Linked DNA regions of Ovis aries: all the other regions are linked to region 2. A link is a contact called in public Hi-C data. All regions are on one chromosome and are shown on one strand. The core of a region is the stretch at or near the end of the contact, and the rest is flanking DNA. Distances in the headings are between cores, read along the strand shown.

Evidence for each region. A called contact is a pair of places that touch in the nucleus more often than the background predicts.
Region 1: a Hi-C map of liver shows a contact between it and region 2, with 2.2 times the contacts expected there. The contact joins the enhancer-like site here to the promoter of BTG1 in region 2. A contact is called at or near these places in 7 of 16 Hi-C or Micro-C datasets (blood, liver, mixed tissues and 3 more).
Region 3: a Hi-C map of muscle shows a contact between it and region 2, with 4 times the contacts expected there. The contact joins the enhancer-like site here to the promoter of BTG1 in region 2. A contact is called at or near these places in 6 of 16 Hi-C or Micro-C datasets (blood, liver, mixed tissues and 3 more).

The regions. Positions count from the first base shown.
Region 1 is chr3:128,923,499-128,927,386 of ARS-UI_Ramb_v3.0, reverse strand. No RefSeq gene overlaps it. Among named protein-coding and RNA genes, the nearest start is that of PLEKHG7, 150 kb to the left of the region's middle. Within about 2 kb of position 2,301, at least 23 of the 54 cell types and tissues checked have an H3K27ac peak or open chromatin away from gene starts, as enhancers often do. A contact at or near this core is called in liver, where this site is marked.
Region 2 is chr3:128,536,503-128,540,032 of ARS-UI_Ramb_v3.0, reverse strand. It overlaps BTG1 (BTG anti-proliferation factor 1), which reads left to right and starts at 1,365. Exons shown (of 2, transcript NM_001142887.1): 1 at 1,365-1,514; 2 at 2,463-3,530. The coding sequence starts at 1,367. The coding sequence ends at 2,830. It overlaps LOC121819091 (a long non-coding RNA gene), which reads right to left and starts at 694. Exons shown (of 2, transcript XR_009600216.1): 1 at 312-694.
Region 3 is chr3:128,235,825-128,239,276 of ARS-UI_Ramb_v3.0, reverse strand. No RefSeq gene overlaps it. Among named protein-coding and RNA genes, the nearest start is that of BTG1, 300 kb to the left of the region's middle. Within about 2 kb of position 2,031, at least 25 of the 54 cell types and tissues checked have an H3K27ac peak or open chromatin away from gene starts, as enhancers often do. A contact at or near this core is called in liver, muscle and tail adipose tissue, where this site is marked.

The DNA of each region.
Region 1 (3,888 bases), core at 1,052-3,551, 390 kb before region 2:
AAGCTTTAGAGAGAAGTCCTCCTGGGCAATTAATAGTATAATAAACTAGAAAATGCTAGAATGGTGGGGAGGAGTCCATTAGAACTTAGGATGACGGAAACCTTTCCGTAATGTTTGAGCTGTTTGTTGAATGAGTAGATGAATCTTCCTCTCTTCTTTACCTCTAAAGAGCAGAAGGTTTCAAAACCAAATTGAATCATTGAAAGGAACCCACAGAGTGAATTTTGGGCAGTATGAGTTTTCTTAAAGTCTTCACAGCAAATCCAGAACAAATGTTTCTCTGTTTCACTTTCTTTTCTTCAGAATTTAAGACAAGATGCGGACTTACTGGGCTTGTCTCTCTCACTCAAATACTGTGTTTGTGCTTCGATGCTGAGGAAACTGAAACGTTCTCAGTAGAGAGACCTCTGTCTGGAGTGTCTGTGGTGTGAAATCCTTAGCAGTGTGCAGATGTTGGCCTCCAATTTATCTTTGATGGTATCCCCAGATCCTACAGTTTCGGCAACATATAAAGAAAAAAATAGAAGTCTGATTTATAAGTGGCGTCCTGCATGTTTATTCAGGGAATTGAATTCAGGAAGCTCGTTTCTGGGAAAACAGCAATAATTAAGACAAATTCACATAAAGGTCTTACCTTCTAGCAGAAGGAAGTAGATGATAAACAAGTAAACAAATAAAAATAAAATGCCAGAGTGATAAATACTAATAATAAAATAATGGGAGGAGGATAAGGGGAGAAAAAGTCATGGAGAAAGAGCAATCTTAGAAGGTATCTCCTGGGACAGGGGTCTCCGGTTTCAGGGAACATGATTTTGGCACGAACTGAGCTGGGGATGGTTTGGGGATGATTCAAGCACATTACATTTTTTGTGTGCTTAATTTCTATTATGATTGCCCCAGCTCCACTGCAGATCATCAGACACTAGATTCTGCTGGTTAGGGACTCCTGTCCTGGGAGGTGATGTTTGCGTGAAGACCCAAGAGGTGAGAAGGTACCAGCCACAGGCGGGAGAAGTAGGCCTGCAAACCAGTCAGCTAAGGGTCTGGTTTATTCAGCAGAGGGATAATTTCTCATTTCAGTAAATGCTGTTTATACTGCATCACTTTCACAAACATGACATTTAGACCAGAAAGGGAAGTCCATTTGACCTATAGATCTCTTAAGGATTTTTTTTTTCCTAAAGTTGTCTTATGATCTTGAATGAACTGATGTCCTCAAAAAGTACATACTCAGTTCCATCGTTGCAGACAAGATTCATAAAGACTTGATGTTCCACATATTTAGTTTTGCTATGGAAGCAGCAGAAGGATAAGAAAAGGCAATGCAAAAGAGGTCCTTTATGGTCTCACTGACTTTAAACTCAGTAAAATAAAATGTAAAAGCATGAATGTGTACTTGTCCTTGGTAGAGGGAGGAAGGAGAGCATCTCTCCTTGAAGGCTGCTTTTCCTAAGCTCATGTCTCTGCTCCACCATTGAAAAGCCCACAGCTCCCCTTTGGCAGTTATAATTTTTCCCATGAAATAAGGAAAAAGAACTAAGACTCGCTACCACTGAAGAGAAGCCAGAAGCCATTAGTCTTTGGTTTTCATTGCTTTTGGTTTCTGTTTGAAGATGCTTGTTCTTGGAGAACGCATGATACTGACCTGGGGAATTTTTGTTTGAGGTTTTCGGGTGGCCCAGATGAGCTGGCTGATGAGACAGAAATCTTTTCTTTAAAAGGCATTTTAGGGAGAAGATAGGGTTTGGAGTGAGAGCTTGAGAATTGAGTCCTGTCGCTGTTATACTTGTGGTTTGGCTTTCAGTGAATCACAGAACTCATCTTCTGGGACAGTGAGGACCAGGCGATGAGTCTGTATTTGGTAATTGCAAGACATCTTGAAAATATTGCTTATTGGTTATTACTGTTCTCATTATCATTGTTTTTATTCTCCTGGTAGACTTCTCCTCCCAGTGACTCATTTTACTCAACAAACTTAACAATTTGAGGTTTTCTGTACCATCCTGTTTGAAGGAGTATGTCCTAATTACTTCAACACACAAATACTGAAATTTGAAAAAAAAAGAAAATTAAATATTAGAAGGTGTTAACAAAACAGATGAGGCATTAATCTAAGGTGGGTTGGGGAAAAAGCCAGGAAAAAAGCATAAGTCAAGAGTTAAAAGAATGTAACAGAGGGTATGAAGGGTGAATTCTGCCAGGAAGAACCGTGGATATGTGGTGGCTTAGAGAGCACTTAGTTACTGTTACAGAGAGGTTAACAGGCAGAGCAAATGCCTGGCCCGGAAGTGGCCTGACCGCCTGTGCAGGGGCAGGCGTGGGACCAATTGGGTGGGACGTCCACAGCGGCACGTACCTCTGTGTCTCGTAAGCGTGGCAGCAGTCAGCCTGTGCTTTCCCAGTACAGCTGTCAACATCACAGGGCCAAGAGCAGGAAGGAAGGGCACGTCCCCACAGGCCCAGTGATGGGGCAGAGGAGTGAGTGATAATAACAGCTCCTGGCAGCCAGGCAGCAGCTAATCAGGACCAGAAAATCTGGTGTCCGTAGCAGGGTCCCTGAAAGCTTTCCCACCGTAACTCCATCACTCCCAGACCTACAGCCACACTCACACACTCACAGAGATACACACACACACACACCGCCCCCTCTCCCTTTTATTGAAAGTGACAGCTATTTATCAAGCATAGCCACAAGAGTCAGAAGGCCTGTTTTGAGTCGTGGTTCTGCCATCTATTGGCTGTGTGACCTTGGGCACATTTCTCAAAGCCTCTATAACATGGGTCTGCAGGCTGCAGGGTTCCCCAGGACAGGGGTGCCGAGAGGAGTCAGTGAGATCGTGTACAGGCAGTGCTGCAGAGCTTGGCACATCATAAATACTCAATAATTAGGATGCATGAAAATGGAACCAGTGCTGGAGCCAAAACTGGGCCCACACTTGAAAATCAAGATAGTTCCCACAATAAAGATGTCCTTGAACTTGGAACAGCAGCAGGACTTTGTTCACGCTGCGTCTCAGGGGATGAGGTGAGTTCCCTGTATGTCTGGTCTGCCTGCCTTAGGGTGGGTCTGTAGATTGGCACAGGGTTTGTACCCCAGGTGAAGGGCAGGAAGAGGGATATAGGCTCTGGAAACCTGGAGGGTACTAGTACATTGCCAGGCAGAGGTGTGAGTGTTCTAGAATGCAGGAAGGCTGTAGCAGGAACAAAAGCACATAGGCAGGCCAGGAAGCCAGAAAACAAGGGCTGAGAGGTCAGGGGGCCATGAAGAGGTGAAATCAGAGAGCCAACAAAGAGGTCCGGGCATACAATTCCAGAGAGGTGGAGGCTGGCTGAAAAGGCAAGCAAGCTTGAATGAGAATGCTTCAGGATCTGAAAGACTTGAGTTAATTGTTGTTTTAAGAATAGGTGATGAAATGAAAGTGAGGGAGAAATTAAATGAGCAAGAGAGAGCCAGATGGATGGAACAAATCTATGTAGGAGAACGAGAGGGATCACCTGGTTAAGTGGACTTACTTTTGGAATGAAGGAAGCATTCCTCTTCCAAAAAGGAGGGTGAAGGTGTAGAGAAACAGTGAGGTAGAGAAGAGAGAAGTTGATGAAGCCTGTATCTGGTGGCCTCAGTCTCAGAGGAGAAGGAGACAAAGGCATCTGGTGGGGAGGGTGGGGGCCGTGAGGCAAAGGCTTTAGGAAAAGTGTCAAATAGTGCCTGGGGAATTTGGTAGGAAGCCAGCTGAAGATGAATCCCTCCCCTGTAGTGACTTCAGCATGTCTGGAATGCACCTAGCCAGGCTGCCTCATAAGGAAACTGAAAGTTGTCTATACCCACAGCCTCAAATAGCAAAACCAAGCTCATCCTCCCCTGCTCCAGCTGATACAAAGCGCCCCCAC
Region 2 (3,530 bases), core at 116-2,615:
TAACCCTTTCGCAGGCCTAATCGTTTTTAGCAGGCTCCTGCCTTCGTATTCCCGCGTCCCCTCCGGCCCCCCACCCCTACCCCCAGCCTGGCAAGTAGGACTTCAAGTAACCTTAAATGTCTGCCCTAGTACTTTCACAGCCTTCACATTTTATCTTTATTTTCTTGTTTTATAAAGAACAGCAAAAGGCGAAGGCTGAGACAGTTACTTAGTTTAGAAAAAGAAACAACCTTCGGTTTTGTGCGTAAACGGTGTAAAACGCATTATATAGTTTTTTTCTGTTTATAGATTAAACGTTACGGTTAACATACTTATCTGCAATTACAGGCTTTCTTATCAGTTTTAAGATGGGTTCAGTAAGGACTCCATTCTTCTCTCCTTTTGACTCTTGACGCCACTGAACAGCAACCCTAACAGGCTGACTAACCCTCGAGAGCCGGTTCGCTCCACTCTTCTCCACACTCCCCGTATCCTCAGCACTGGTACCCACACCCCGCTGCTCATCCTGCCCGTGGAGCCAGCCACGTAGACTCGGCGTCGGGGACAGGATGTAAACACCGAGTACAGTCAGCGGGCCACTGCCATGCAGACGTATTCGTGCCGCTGGCGCGGGCGTACACAGCCTAAGCCGGGCCGCTTTTATCTGCACAGCATTAAGCCTCCTTGCAGGCTAGCCCGGGCAGAGTACTCTTGCAGAGGATGCGCTGGCGCGGTGCCTGGAGTTGCTGGAGCGGGAAGGAGGAGCTAGGGCTGGGGAGGCGGGGCTTTCACACGCGCACCCCTAGTTTCCTCCTTCCCCCGCCACTTGCTCCCCGTTCTCCCGCTGCCACTCCAGGGTTTATTTGTTTACAAGCGGATTACGTCAGCTCCTCCCTCTCTTCCTAGTCTATGGACCCGCCCCTTGGCCCCTTTTTCCCGCCCCCTCCGACTCCGAATCTGCTTGCGTCACAATGGTGCGATCTCTGGATTGGCTGGACTGGGCCGTCACGCTCCAGCTACGCCACTTCCTTTCCGTGGCTCTATAAAAAGTGCTGCACCACCCCTTTATCTCTTAGCCCGTCGGAGCTGGAAATGCAACTGTTGGGAGCTTCGGAGGCTGCGGAGCTGGAGGCGGAGGCGGCTGGGGAGGTCCGAGCGATGTGACCAGGCCGCCGTCGCTCGTCTCTTCCTCTTTCCTGCCGCCTCCTGTGTCGAAAATAACTTTTTTTACTATAAAGAAAGGAGAAAAAAAAGTAGCCTTACGCCGCTCACGCCCTCTCTCCCTCTCAGCCCTCTGACTTGTGAGGGAGCCCGGGGTGGCCGCTCCTCCGTCGGGGCCGCGCCGCCGAGCCCCGGCCGCCCCGGGCCGCCCCCGCCCGCCGCCCCCATGCATCCCTTCTACAGTCGGGCCGCCACCATGATAGGCGAGATCGCCGCCGCCGTGTCCTTCATCTCTAAGTTCCTCCGCACCAAGGGGCTCACGAGCGAGCGACAACTGCAGACCTTCAGTCAGAGCCTGCAGGAGCTGCTGGCAGGTGAGCGGGCCGTGGTGGCAGGAGGGCGAGGGACGCCGGGGGCGGGGGGCGACGCGGCCGCACTTGTAGGGGCCGGGCCGTCGGGGCCGCGGGAGTGTCCGCAGCGCCCCGGGCGACCGCGCTCGAGTCCGACCGCGGGATGGTGGCTGGCGCGCCGGCGGCCGCTAACGGCGGGTCCCGGGGAGGGTTTGGGGCTTGGGTCGAGGGCGCTCCCTGTCCCCCCGCGGTTGGCCAACGGAGGGGAGAAGAAAACTGACGCACAACAAAGAAACTAAAGCCGACCGAGGCGGGAGCTGCGGTCTTCGGACGTTCCGCGGATTTGGGGGGACAAAGGACCCGCGGGCTGGGGTGGGTTCGACGCTCCCTCCCCCCACTCCGGTCCAACGGTTGCGGGCTCGGCGGTCGGGCCCGGGGGTAAAACGGCGCGGCTGCCCCGAAGCTCACTCGGGACAGACGTGCGGTCCCCCCACGCCTCCTAACCCTGCCCATTAATCATCGGATTTGTCAGCGGCACAATTACAGCCCTGCCCAGAGCGTGGTTTAGGGTGGCTTGTTTTCCTTCCCTTCGGGGTTAACACTCCGGTGGCGCTTCTCCTCCAAAGTCATAAACCCTATTGTGTGCGGCCAGGGTGGGGTGGAGAAAGTAAACAGGTTCCCGCCTGGCCGCCGGTGCCGTCCGGCTGGCGCAGGCTGCGCGCCTGATTCCCGTTTTGGCGGCTCAGCCGGTTGGTTCCCGGAGATTGTTTTGTCCCGTGCAACTGTTGTTTCTAAAACCCTGCCCTGCTCGTTTTCCATCCGCGCACATCCGCGAATGCGTTGCGGGGCTTTTTAAAAAAAAGTTGATATTCGGCATTTTCACTTAAAGGAGCCAACAGAAGAAGGAGACTAAGGCGGGAGCCGGCAGTAACGGGGTCTAAGCATTGTTTTCTCTCTTCCTTTCTTGTGTAGAACATTATAAACATCACTGGTTCCCAGAGAAGCCCTGCAAGGGATCAGGTTACCGTTGTATTCGCATCAACCATAAAATGGATCCTCTGATTGGACAGGCAGCGCAGCGGATTGGACTGAGCAGTCAGGAGCTGTTCAGGCTTCTCCCAAGTGAACTCACGCTCTGGGTTGACCCGTACGAAGTGTCCTACAGAATTGGCGAGGATGGCTCCATCTGTGTGCTGTACGAAGCCTCACCAGCAGGAGGTAGCACCCAAAACAGCACCAACGTGCAAATGGTAGACAGCAGAATCAGCTGTAAGGAGGAACTTCTCTTGGGCAGAACAAGCCCTTCCAAAAACTACAATATGATGACTGTATCAGGTTAAGATATAGTCTGTGGATGGATCATCTTATAATGGATGGATAAATTTGATTTTTGCTTTGGGTGGGCTCCCCTTGGGGATGGATTATGGAATTTAAACCATGTCACAGCTGTGAAGATCTGGCACAAGATAGAGTGGTAAAAAAAAAATTTTTTTAAGTGACAGTGCCATAGTTTGGACAGTACCTTTCAATGATTTTAATAGCCTGTGAGTCCAAGTAAATGATCATCTTATTTGCTAGGAGTGAAGTCCTAGGATGGTTTCAGTTTCTCCCAGACATGATACCTAAATTTTTACGTCAGTCCCTTTAATGAAAATTTGTATTTCTCTGCAGTAGAACTTGCAGAGAAAATTTGCACTATTACACTTAAAAGTTATTATCCTTTTTGGCAGCTCAATAGGAAAGCTCAACATTTTAAACATGGTAGTACTGGAAATTTTATGACAAGACTTTTACCTAGCACTTAAATATGTATAAATGTATATAAGACAAACTAGTAAGCATGACCTGGGGAAATGGTCAGACCTTGTATTGTGTTTTTGGCCTTGAAAGTAGCAAGTGACCAGAATCTGCCTTGGCAACAGGCTTAAAAAAAAAAAAAAAAGACCCTTAAAAAGACACTGTCTCAACTGTGGTGTTAGCACCAGCCAGCTCTCTGTACATTTGCTAGCTTGTAGTTTTCTAAGACTGAGTAAACTTCTT
Region 3 (3,452 bases), core at 782-3,281, 300 kb after region 2:
AGCTATAATCACCGCAGTAAGTCCAGTTAACATGTTAATTACATCTCAAAACAAGAGGAAAAAAGTACAAAAAGCAGTATGATAGATAACTTGGATTGGAGCTATAGACAAGAGGACAGAATGGGGAGGAATGAAGAGATACATGTAAAAAATCATCAGTGTTCTAGTTCTTGCCCTGGATGTTGAGTTCACAAATATTTATTATTTGTTGAATGAATGAATGAATGAACTAAGTAAAATAAAAGAGGGTCATGCATGGATCAGTGTTGATAGTGTATCATGACTCATGAATTAATTCAAATCTGTATAACACAGGTTTGTTTAAAAATAAAGCATGAGAACAAAAACATTTTTAAAGCTATTGCTGATTTCATGTTTAATTTTTAATTTTTCCAGTTGAAGAAATAAAAGGCAGAAGGAATCTGATTGTATATACTTATAATACATGTAAACAGCAATTGAATGGATATTCATTTTTGGAAGACTTACAATCTCATGTCATTATGAACAATCACAGAATGTGCAGCACACAGGTAGGTACTTGAAAATCCAGGCACTTCTAAATCCAGATTCTATTAGGATTTTGTTTGGAATAAGAGGATGGGCAGGAATGGTCCCTCAGAGAAATGACATTTCATTAAAATAATATCTAGAGCATTCTGTCAGTAAGGATTGAGTCTGCTATGTGATATTATTCGGTTTTTATCTTTTAATGATGATTTTGTTTCTTACAACCTCGTGTCAGTTTCATTCAGTTCAGTTCAGTTCAGTCACTCAGTCGTGTCTGATTCTTTGCTACCCCATGAACTGCAGCATGCCATTCTTTTTTTCTCCATCTCTATTTTTTTCTTTCGTCCTTTTAAGAAGTGACTGCAATCTGTGTAAAGCTAATATTATAACTATTACCTATATTAAGCAATCAGGATCCATGGCTACCTGGACTGAATGAAATGGAAAAACTGGTCAGTCATTTACTTTCTGTGATTTATATCAACTTTATCTGAACAATTTAAACCTCTGAACTCTAAGCTTACAGCTATATCTCAATAGGGAGTTGTATTCTTCATAAATAAAATTCAGACTCTCTGGTCTCCCATGTTGAATGATTAAATGTCCAGAACAGTCAAAACGTATAGCTGGAGCAGACTGTACATGACATGTCATGAGGATTAGGCTGTGGTGTATGTGTATTAGGAGTTTTTTTGTGGGGAGGGCATGCACAGAGATAGATCTGAATATCTTTGTATACTTTACCCAAGTGACCCTATGAATAGAAGCAGAACAGCACCTTCTGTTTGCTTGTTTCTTTCAGGCCTTTATTACAAATTGTAGGTTTAAAAAAAATCTCTTTATGTTCCTTTTGTTGTTGTTAGTGTCCTATTTAAAAATTTTGGTGCCCCAGGACAGGGGTTGTTGCTTACCATTGCATAGCATGTAATAGTGTCAGCTCCAAGGCCGGGTGGCAAATATGTGTTGTATGATTGACGAGCCCTCTCCCATTGGCAATGAGACTGCTTTTGCAATTGGTCTCCTTAAATAGCACTACTTACTTGTTAAAAACGTGCTTTCCACATTGGCTTAGATCTTTCATTGGCATAAGCCCTTGGCCACTCTGCTCTGACACAGATCACTTTCTGATCACTCGGCAGTTTTCTGACCTCCTTCTCACAGGGAGACATGTTGACAATTGCATCCGTTTTCATTCAACAGCACTGTTGTGCCCAACCCCTACCTCTAAATTGCAGTTCTTTGATTCTTTATTACCCATCTAACGTGCCCCAGCCTGGTCTGGGATTCCACAAAGTCCTTGGCTTTAGATTATAAATAGGGTTGCAACTCAAGTGGAGTCTTGTCAGCCTGTTTACTAGGCTGCTTTCAAGATTGCTCAAACCCAAATAGCCAGGGGAGAGATGGAAACTTAATTTGTTTCAGGCTTCTATGCCTGGAGGCAAGGCAGACTCTGATTCCCATGAGCAGACTACTAAATGTTTTCACTCTGGGTGAGCAGCAAAGACTTCATGCACAGGACATACAGAGACTTCCCAGCAGGTACAGTTCATGCTCAAATAATAGGCTTACCTGTCACACACGGAACAAGACCCATGTACCCAGGAGGTTGAGCAATTCTTTGCTTGTTCAATATGTTAATCCTTAACTCAGTTAAACAGAGGCACTGGCACACACTGCAGAAAGTACAGCAAACACTCCATGTGCCAAACACGATGGGACTTTTTCCTGCTCTCCTCTGTCTTCACCTCCACCAGTCTCTACTGGAATAACAAGTTTTAAAGTCCTTTCTGCTGTCCTGGAAGCTGTTATTGTGGAGACAAAACCCTGCCATCAGGGCAAACAAAACTTATGCAATATTGAAGCCAGTGTTCGGAAGAAAGACTCTTAGGCAAGAATTAAGTTTGAAATTGTAATGTGTTAAGTGACATAATATGAAAGAATTACTGTTTTGTGATCCATGTAGAAAAAGGGATGGTACACTGAATGTGTCCCAATGATTTAATTTAATTCAGTTCAGAAATTGTTTATGAACACCAATCATGACGCCTTGAATTAGACTATATGTTAGACACTGAACGGGAAGAGAACAGATTCTGCTTAGGAAGCCCACAGTTTGGATGCTGACTGAGTCACACAGGCCAGTGCAACACCTGTGACGAACACAGAGAACAGCCTGTAGTAAGCATTTAATAACCAGTGTGCTTTTGTGTTATTTTTGCGTTATTATTATTAATGTGACAAGTATCCTATTTCTGCTAAGTGTCAATTACAGAACTGGCTGAATATTTTTTATTACACCTATGGGAGGCTTACTATAGAAAGTAATATATGAACTGATTCTTGAATAGTGATCCTGCTAGTAGGAAGAAGGGAAGGACATTTCGATGTAGGGGATGGCATGTACAAAACATCCCTGGCATAAAGGAACAGCCACTTACTTCAGTGGCAAGAAGTGTCTAGATCCCTCCTGGCAGGCGAGGGCACACATGGCAAGAGAACAGTCCACCCTACTCTAGTCCAGACTTATGGTCCTTGTCCAGGATAGACCAGACCAGGATAACGTGAGACAGTGTAGACAGAGGGAGGTTTCGAAACACAGCAAACGAACGCATCCAGAGTAAGCAGAAAGCAATGCCAGCGGTCAAGCTTGAAGAGCCAGCTGAATCTGTGGGTGGGATAATGAGTAATTCAGTGAAACGTCAATAGGGATTGGAAGGATGACAAATGAAGATCTGGAAGTAAGTTGGAAGTGAGGGTATTTCATTTGGATTACGATTGCCACCACTGAAAATAGATGAGACAAGATGGAAAAGCACCACCTAGGAAGCAGTGCAAAATTCAGGTAGGTGATAATGACCTGAAATCAGGCAGTAGTACTGGGTTCAAGTGTGAGAAAAGGTTAGGAAGCAAAATGCATCACTCTCGATAAACAATGGAATGTG